Linked DNA regions of Mus musculus: region 2 is linked to region 1. A link is a contact called in public Hi-C data. All regions are on one chromosome and are shown on one strand. Each heading gives the region's core, a stretch centred on a gene start, on an enhancer-like site or on the middle of the called end of the contact. The rest is flanking DNA. Distances are from core to core; before and after follow the strand shown.

Region 1 (4,408 bases), core at 1,385-3,884:
GGACTTGTTTCCTCTCAGGGATCAAGTGGGGTACATCACAGCAGCAAGAGGGGGTCTCAGGTGCCCCAGGATTGACTTTGTCTAGAAGGGGGAAATATCATTAAGTTGGAATCTCCAAGTAGGCTGGGCACGGTGGTACAAGCCTACAATCTTAGCACTCAGGAAGTGGAGGCAAGAGAGTCAGAGGTTCAAGGTCAGCCTCAGCTACATAGTGAGCTTGAAGCCTGAGATACACGAGACCCAGTCAAAGGAAGAAAGAAAGGGAAGAAGGGAAGGAGAGAAGGAAGGAGGGAAGAAGAGAACCTCCAACCTAAAACAACTTGCTTAGGTGAGCAGGATGCAGGGGCACAGGTGCCAGTGCCCTCCAAGGACATCTGCAGCTCTGGAAATAGAAACCTAGGGAGGAATGGCCTCCAGAGCACGGCTCTACTCCAGGTTTCAGTGAATATTTGTACCAAACTCTAAGTGGGGAACAGGACTGGAGATGAAGCTTGGTGGTAGTATACTTGCCTAGCATGTACAAGGCTAGGGGTCCAAACTTTAGCACATGCACAGAAAGAGACAGAGACAGACAGAGAGACAAAGACAGACAGAGAGACAGAGGTGAAAATAGAGACAGACAGACAGACAGACAGACAGACAGACTCGGGGACTGCCTCTCAGTGCCCCCAGCTCAGTCCAGCACCTTGTTCTGATTCTTGTCATCTCAAACCCAGACTCTGGAAGCAGCTATTTGTGGTCAGAGCCTGTGCCTAACTTAAACTGCAGGATTTGGAAGCCAGAGAGTTCCTTGGTGATTCCCTCTGTCTAAAAGGGCTAGTTAGCCACTAAAGCAGTAGGACCCCTGTTAGCTGACATAGCCTGATCGAGAGCTATGGACACTAGTCCCTGGAACGATAGCACTGGGGGACCAGCCTGTGACAACAGGAAGTTAATGCCTGTGGCCCTTAAGACCAGGCTTTTCAGATCCCCGAAAAGTAGAAATAGAAGCCAGAGCTGCTGCTGCTGCTGCTGCTTCTTCTTCTTCTTCTTCTTCTTTTTTTTCTATTATGGTCAGAAGATTCCAGAACTAGGACAAATTTAATCCACATAATGTGTGTTCTGCTCTTCAGTCCAAAGATCAAATGGGCCTTCATTATCTGACTTACCGAGTGCATAACCAAATATTTCCCTCTTTTCTACCTTGAGTTGTGATAAAGGTCAACATTAGGTGTTTTTCATTAGCTATGAAGATGGGAGAGAAGAGTAGAAACTCTAAACTGATGTTTAAGGGGTCTGAGCTTCAGTAATTAAGACATAGCTTACTTTGTAATTATGCCCCCCCCCACACACACACACACATATGCGCACACACACACTATTCTGGTGTGGTCTTTTGTTATTGTTATTGTAATATTTGGTTTGGTTTGGGGTTTTATTTTAAGATAATCTTGAGCTTCTGATACTTCCTTCGCCTCCTGAGTGCTGGGATATCAGGCATGTGCTGCCACGCCCAGGTCTGTGAACTCCCGATTACACCTACGGCTCGAGGGCAAGCACTTTACCGACTGAGCTACAACCCCAGCTTCACACAGTATCTTTTAAAGGACATCTATATGTATGCTTGCTCTTAATATTTTTCCATTTTCAATAATTACAAACATTAAAAGACATCACACATGGGGCTGGTTCAATGGTTGAGAGCACTGGCTGCTCTTCCAGAGGTCCTGGGTTCAATTCCCAGCACCGACAGAATGGCTCACAGCCATCTTTTAACCCCAGTTTCGGGAGATTTAAGAGCACTGCACACACATGGTGCACAGAATTATATGCAAACAAAACACCCTACACAGAAAAGAAAATAAATGTGAAAAGAAACAACCTTTTAAAAAATCAGAAATACATGGGGTGAGGTGCTGCGGTTGTAGTTCAGTGGAAGAGCCCTGGGCCCCAGCAGGACCACTTTCCCAAATGTTAACGATGTTTCTCCTTGTGCTAGAGATTGTACCTAGAGACTTGGGCAAGCCAGGTTCAGCCCCTAAGCCCCAGCCCTCAACGCTAACATCTTATATAGACACAGCTTAATCAGCAAAACTGAAGTATGAAAAAGGAGTAGAACACTGTTAACTTAGCTCCAGATACTAATTACAGTGCATCAATTGTCACACTGATGTTCTTTTTCCAACCCAGGATCTCAGCTGGCGCTGGCTTGTCTCTGTAGCCTCCAGTGATCTGAGACAGTTTCTTCACTCCCGCCTGTCATGATTGTGACATTTTTGAAGAGCAATGGCCAGTTACTTTGCAGAACGCTCCTCATATTTTGCAAATGTGAGGTGTGTCTGGTATTTTTCACGATTAGATTGTAGGTCTGTACGTTGGGCAAGAACACTACTGAGGAGACATTGTGTCCTCAGTCATCCCAGCACGGGGGCAGGCAGCTGCCTCAGCTCCTGATGACAGAGAGATAAGTACTTGGATTAGGTGGCGCCCAAGGGATGGGTTGCAAGCAAAGTCCCTGTTTCTCCTTTGAAAGTAACATGTTGTGTGAAGAGGCATTTTGAGAATGTGCAATGTCTTTCGTCTGTACTATCCCCACCACTACTTTCAGCTCCAGGAATGAGCCTCTAACCATTACATTACATTGCACTACATCACTCTACATTACATCACACCACATTGCAGTAGCCAAAAGCTGGGTTTTCTATTTTCAGTGTTCCTTTTCCCTTGACCAGGTAGACTTCTAGGGAAGAAAGAGTATCCTTCTTCCTTTGTTGGCTTATTCAACTCTTTGCATATGCCAGTGTGGGGAAACCGATACTAGTCTGATTCCAAATCATTATCTGCTACAGTTGTTAATTATTTGTAACTCTAATTCTCCCAGACTTGATCAGCAGAAACCTATGATGATCAAACTGTGTGTGATTCTGTCTCAAACAGAAAGAATGATATTTGAGATCAAGTTTTCATGGGGGATTGGCAAAGAGGCTCAGCAGATAAAGACACTTGCCACCAAACCTCCAAATCTAACAACTCTCACAAGTTGTCCTCTGACATCCATGAACTGTGGCGCATTCATGCTTGTGAGTACACACACACACACACACACACAAATAAATATAATAAATATATTTTTTAATTTAAGGTTTTTAATTTATTTTTATTTTATGTGCATTGATATTTTGCCTACATGTATATCTGTTTAGATCTGGAAATACAGACAGTTGTGAGCTGCTGCCATGTGGGTGCTGGCAATTGAACTTGGGTCTCCTGGGAAAGCAATCATTGCTCTTAACCACTGAGCCATCTCTCCATCCCAGTGTATATAATTTAAAAACATATTTCATTGGGATGTGGTTCAGTTGATAGAGTGCTTGCCTAGTGTGCATGAAGCTAGGTTTGATCCTCAACACTGCATGAAACTATGGTGGTAGTACTCGACTAAAACCTTAGCACTTGGGAGGTAGAGACAGTGGGTTAAAGGTTCAAGGTCATCCTTGGTTATATAGTGAGGTCAAGGTCAGCTTAGGCTACACAAGGCCTTGTCTGAAAAAGAAAGATCTCATAGTACTGAGATGTCTTTGATTCTAGTGTCTGTCAAAGAAAACTCAACTAGGAAGTGTATAAAGCCATCCTTGGCTATCTTTTGGGCCCAGTTCCAGGATACCCCATAGATATCAAAACTGATACATACACAGATTCATAATATAAGATGGTACCAGTGCTCTGAGATGTGGCTCAGTTAATAAAGTGCCTCCTGGATGTGCAAAGCCATGGGCTCCAGCCCCAGCACCACATAACCTAGTGTAGTAACTCTCCCTTGTAGTCAGTTTAAGGTCAACTTGGACTGGATGGATGGGTAGATGGGTGGATGAATAGATGGATGGATGGATGGATGGATGAATGGATGGATGGATGGATGGATGGATAAAGAGAGAGGGAGAGAGGAAGAGGGAGAGAGAGAGAGAGAGAGAGAGAGAGAGCAGTTTAATAGAAGGCAAAAACATGCAGTTCTAGCATGAAATATCTTGGGATATTTCTACCCAAGTTTCTAGAACAGGGCTGGGTAATTTCCCATGGGACATTCCACATGAGTGTAGAAAAGGGGTCAGTTTCAGATTAAATCAAAGATGGCTCCAGATGAGACAAGATGGAGGAATCTTTATGCTGTCACAACCGAACACCCTCTTCCAACCTTCTCAAGGACACACATGATGCAGACAGTCATCTGAGTCAAACACCCACACACACAAAATTTTGAAATAAAAACAAAATTTTATGTTTTTAGGAATTAATAAGAATCTGGAAATTTTTAGGAATTTAAAAATCTGGAAAAAAAGAAAATCTGTGTTCGGTATCCTTGTGGATCTCTTCCGTGGGTCTGGCTATACACACAGACATGAGACACAAGGCAAGCCATGCTTCCACGCCC
Region 2 (4,306 bases), core at 205-2,704, 48 kb after region 1:
TACAGTGTCTAGACTGCCCTTCCAGCTCAGTAAGAGAGAAACACTGAGCAAAAGGGGGCGGAGAGAAGAGGGTCCCCACTCCACCCCAGGAGATGGCTTCCCAACAGACCAGGGACATCATTTCCAATACTGCCCACAATGTGTGCTTATGGGTAAGCACCCATATTAGTAACAAAAAACAAGAGCAAAATAGACAAATTAAAAATAATTGTTGAAGCTGGAAATGGTGACCTACACTTGTAAGTCAGAACTTGAGTGTTGGAAGGCGAACCAGGAGTTCAAAGCTCGTTCTACACAGAAAGTTCTAGGCTAACTTGCCTAGATAAGACCTTAACTCAAAAAACAAAACAGAATAAAAATAATAATTTTTGAAAGATGAGATTTCTGTATTTACTGTTTCCAAACATCGAAACTTCCCACCTCTCTCAACTCAGATACAGGCATGAGCCATGTAGGAAGGAGCTCTAAATTAAGAGTTAAACACGGGGCTGGGAGGCTTGAGAAAGGCAATACACTTAGTACGTATATGAGATGTATGCACTGGGGAGTGCCTAGAACATGTGTAAGTGTAAGTATATGACATGTATGGAAAGACAAGGCGACTGGGGAGTGCCTGGTCTGGGAGAGCTTGCCTTCTACGTCCGAGGCCCTGCCGCTAACACTATGAAAAAGATGAGAAAGTTAAAAACAAAGTGAGCGAGCAGGCAAGGGTGGTGACCTGGTTACCTTCTCCGTGATGCCGTTGAACTTGGCCAGGATGTTGAAGAGAGGCACCTGGGGGATGATGAGCTGCTCCTTCTCATCCTTATAGAGCGGGGCCGTGGGAAGGTCCAGCGTCAGGTACATGAACGTGGACTCTACCATCGTCTCTTGGTACTCATCATTGTGGAGCAGCTGCTCTTTCTCTTCCGCTGGCTGGAAATGAATGAGAGTAAGAGAGGAAAGGAGTGTGACCATGGAGCTAAGCAGAGGACACCGTATCCCGTGTGGGAGATGTACTCACATCTTCTTTAGTCCAGAGCTCAGGCAGCTGAATTCAGAACCAGCCCCTGATAATGTTTATTCAAAAACTGATGGCACGTGTGTGCCTGTGTGTGTCATGAAACTAGAAAGAGGATCGTCAAGCAGGACAAGAGTTTGTGTGACATGAAGCAAAAAAGGAACTATTTGTGGAGAAACCTGGCAGGAAGAGGCCAATGGGAACAGGGATGGCAATAGAGGAGGGGATTAATTAGAACCAAGTATAGTAACATATATGTTTAGAGATGACACCGTCAAACCTATTACTTTATAGACCAACTTTTAAAGACAAATTTGCTATCCACCTTCTGAGAGGTTTTATTTACATACCAGACTGTCTTAGAAGTTCTCAGATTACACAAGAAGCACTCAGTGGTCAGACCACTTTAACCAATAGACTACCAACCACAAACTCTGAGGTTACAGCACATTACCACAATAAGGCCAAAACTGTGAGTGTTTTGTGGAACTTCCTTGTGGGACACTTTCTGTCCACTCTCTAAGCTCCTGTGCTTCCCCAGCCCCTGAGGCAGCGTGTGTCAGGCTCAAGCCCCTGAGGCAGCGTGTGTCAGGCTCAAACGTGTATCAAGCCCCTGAGGCAGCGTGTGTCAGGCTCAAACGCTGTTCTGGATACTCACCAGATCAGGATGAGGAAGCTTTTTGGTGAAAATTCTCATTGATCCCTGGAAAACATCATTCACAATAGCTGTACAAGTAAAAGATAAATAAAAAGTCTGAGTCCAGAAAGCATGACAAGAACACATTCCCACCTTCTAAATTTCTGGTATAAACAAGAATCTCCTAGTGTAAGCACAGAAGCTTCACTTTATAACAGCTATCGTCATGATAATGGTATAGTAACCTAAGTAATTACATTATACCTCTTCCACAGGACACTCTTTGACCATTGGGCTGGGTCGTGAAAAACAGAAAACGTGCATTTGAAATGAATGTGTGACTTACACAGCTTAAAGACACACATGTGTGTGGAGGGAAGGATGGTGGAAGGGATGGAGGAATGGAGGGATGGAGGGAGGCAGAGATAGAAGGAGAGCGGGAACGAGCTTGAGTGCTGGCCCAGCAGCTGAACACTTGTTGCTCTTACAGAGAGAACCCAGGTTTGGTTCCCAGTGCCCACATGGTGGCTCACAATCACCCGTAACTCTAGTTCCTGGGGCTCCAATGTTATCTTTCGACCTCTGAGAGCACCAGGCACACACATGAAACACATAACAAAAAGCAGGCGAGCGGGGTGTGGTGGCGCACGCCTTTAATCCCAGCACTTGAGAGGCAGAGGCAGGCGGATTTCTGAGTTCGAGGCCAGCCTGGTCTACAAAGTAAGTTAGTTCCAGGACAGCCAGGGCTATACAGAGAAACCCTGTCTCGAAAAGCCAAAAAAAAAAAAAAGCAGGCAAAATAGTCATACATATAAAAACTTAATATTTTTTAAAACTATCAAAACGGATAGATAGAACAGTCAAAACTGAGCTAGAACTGGGTACAGTGGCTCATGCCTGTAATCCCAGCACTTGGGAGGTGGAAGGGGAATATCAAGAGTTCAAAGGCAACTTCAGTCACATAAGACCCTGCATCAAAACAAACAACAAACTAAACTACGAAAAAATAGGCAGAGGTAAATGGTTTGATGAATCAAGCATGCAGACCTGAGTTTGATCCCGGCACTCACCCTTTAGAAAGCTGGGTGAGGCAGTCCTTTCCTCTACTGCTAGTCCTGGACCTCCCCAGTACACACACACACACACACACACACACACACACACACACACACACACACACACAGTGAAAAGCAGTTCAACCAAGAAATTTCTCATAATCACACATACCTTTGAAGGGAGACAATATGGAACCCACACTGGACAGGAGAGAAATGACTAACACAACACAGTAAAAACCCAAAGCTCACGCATGGGCTCCTGGAATCCCAGTGAGACACAAGTTAAGAGACCCGAGAGAATGAGCATGGCTGAGTTTACCTCATGGATAGGACGAGCATTCTAGAGCAAAATACTACACTCCATCACCAGCAAAGCCATGGGAACACAGAGGACAAGAGGGCTGGGTGGGACAAGCCTATTCTCAGGCAGTGCAAACAGGAAGATTAGGAGTTTGAGGCAGCCCAGGCAACATGACAAGACCCTATCTCAAAACAAACACCACACACACAATCAATCAAATAAAGAAGAAAACTAAACTGCATATGTCTCCAGAACAACTCTCCTGGACCTGAAGTCTCTAAGCTACAACTGGTATTCAAAACAAACATCAAATGACCACTAAACCAAGAGAGGCTAAGGGTCAGAGGGACACTTAGTGTGAGACTCTAGGAGACCAGCGTTTTGCCTCCAGGTACAGTCTTAACATTCAGCTCCGTCCTTCACTAGCTCTAGCGCTGGCAGAAACCTAAGGGTCCAGAACATAATACCCCAAGGCTCCATTTTAAAATGGGTCAAGATTTCCAGGGCATACTTATATCCATTTCTGAACTGTAAAAACATGCTTTGGCTAATGGGTGATGGTACTTGTCTTCAATCCCAGCACTTGGGAGGCAGAGGCAGGTGATCTGTGTGAGTTCAAGGCCAGCCTGGTGTTCTTAGCCAGTTCCAGAACTACACAGAAACACTGTTTCAAAAAACAAAAGCATGGGGCTGGAGAGATGGCTCAGCAAGAGCACTGGCTGCTCTTCCAGAGGTCATGAGTTCAATTTCCAGCCATCCCATGGTGACTCACAACCATGGGATTCTGGCATGCAGGTGTACATGCAGATAGAGCCCTCATACCACCACTACCACCACAACAAAAAAATGAGCGTTCCTGGGGCTTGCCACACCCTGCTCTCTAAGGGCTCTTGTACTACACACGTGTGGCGTTCATAAACTCATGCAAGGTGGCGTACACCTTTAATCCCAGCACTTGGGAGGCAAAGACAGGCGGATTTCTGAGTTCAAGGCCAGCCTGGTCTACAAAGTGAGTTCTAGGACAGTCAGGGCAACATAGAGAAACCCTGTCTTGGAAACAAAAAAACAAACAAAAAAAAAACTTTAATCTGAGCAGGTGAGGGACTTTAATTGATAGTCAAAACTATTAATGGAACAGAGTGCTATTTCAATAAATGCACACAGAGTGCAATGAAGACTAGCTGAGGCTAACTGGCATATCCATCTCTGAACATGTATCATTCCTTGTGCTCAAAACATTAAAAATCCTATCAGCTACACTGAAGTATACAGTTAGTGGCTGTCACCACTGTTACTGTACTCAGTCAAGA

The links. Hi-C and Micro-C count contacts between places; a contact is called where the count stands out from the background.
Region 2: a contact with region 1 is called in a Hi-C map of trophoblast stem cells, with 1.5 times the contacts expected there. The contact joins two enhancer-like sites. A contact is called at or near these places in 10 of 39 promoter capture datasets (HPC-7-derived erythroid cells, cranial neural crest, embryonic stem cells and 7 more), 3 of 15 datasets of contacts at CTCF or cohesin (CD8 T cells, the NIH/3T3 cell line and pro-B cells), 119 of 484 Hi-C or Micro-C datasets (the 3T3-L1 cell line, 3T3-L1-derived adipocytes, the 63-12 cell line and 68 more), 13 of 115 datasets of contacts at active chromatin or transcription factors (the HPC-7 cell line, the NIH/3T3 cell line, bone marrow-derived dendritic cells and 8 more) and 4 of 9 other capture datasets (adipose tissue, embryonic stem cells, liver and 1 more).

What each region holds. Positions count from the first base shown.
Region 1 is chr6:72,278,212-72,282,619 of GRCm38.p6, forward strand. No RefSeq gene overlaps it. Among named protein-coding and RNA genes, the nearest start is that of Sftpb, 24 kb to the right of the region's middle. Within about 2 kb of position 2,635, at least 31 of the 459 cell types and tissues checked have an H3K27ac peak or open chromatin away from gene starts, as enhancers often do. A contact at or near this core is called in trophoblast stem cells, where this site is marked.
Region 2 is chr6:72,327,792-72,332,097 of GRCm38.p6, forward strand. Usp39 (ubiquitin specific peptidase 39) reads right to left here. Exons shown (of 13, transcript NM_138592.4): 8 at 1,659-1,726; 9 at 727-915. Among named protein-coding and RNA genes, the nearest start is that of Usp39, 15 kb to the right of the region's middle. Within about 2 kb of position 1,455, at least 5 of the 459 cell types and tissues checked have an H3K27ac peak or open chromatin away from gene starts, as enhancers often do. A contact at or near this core is called in trophoblast stem cells, where this site is marked.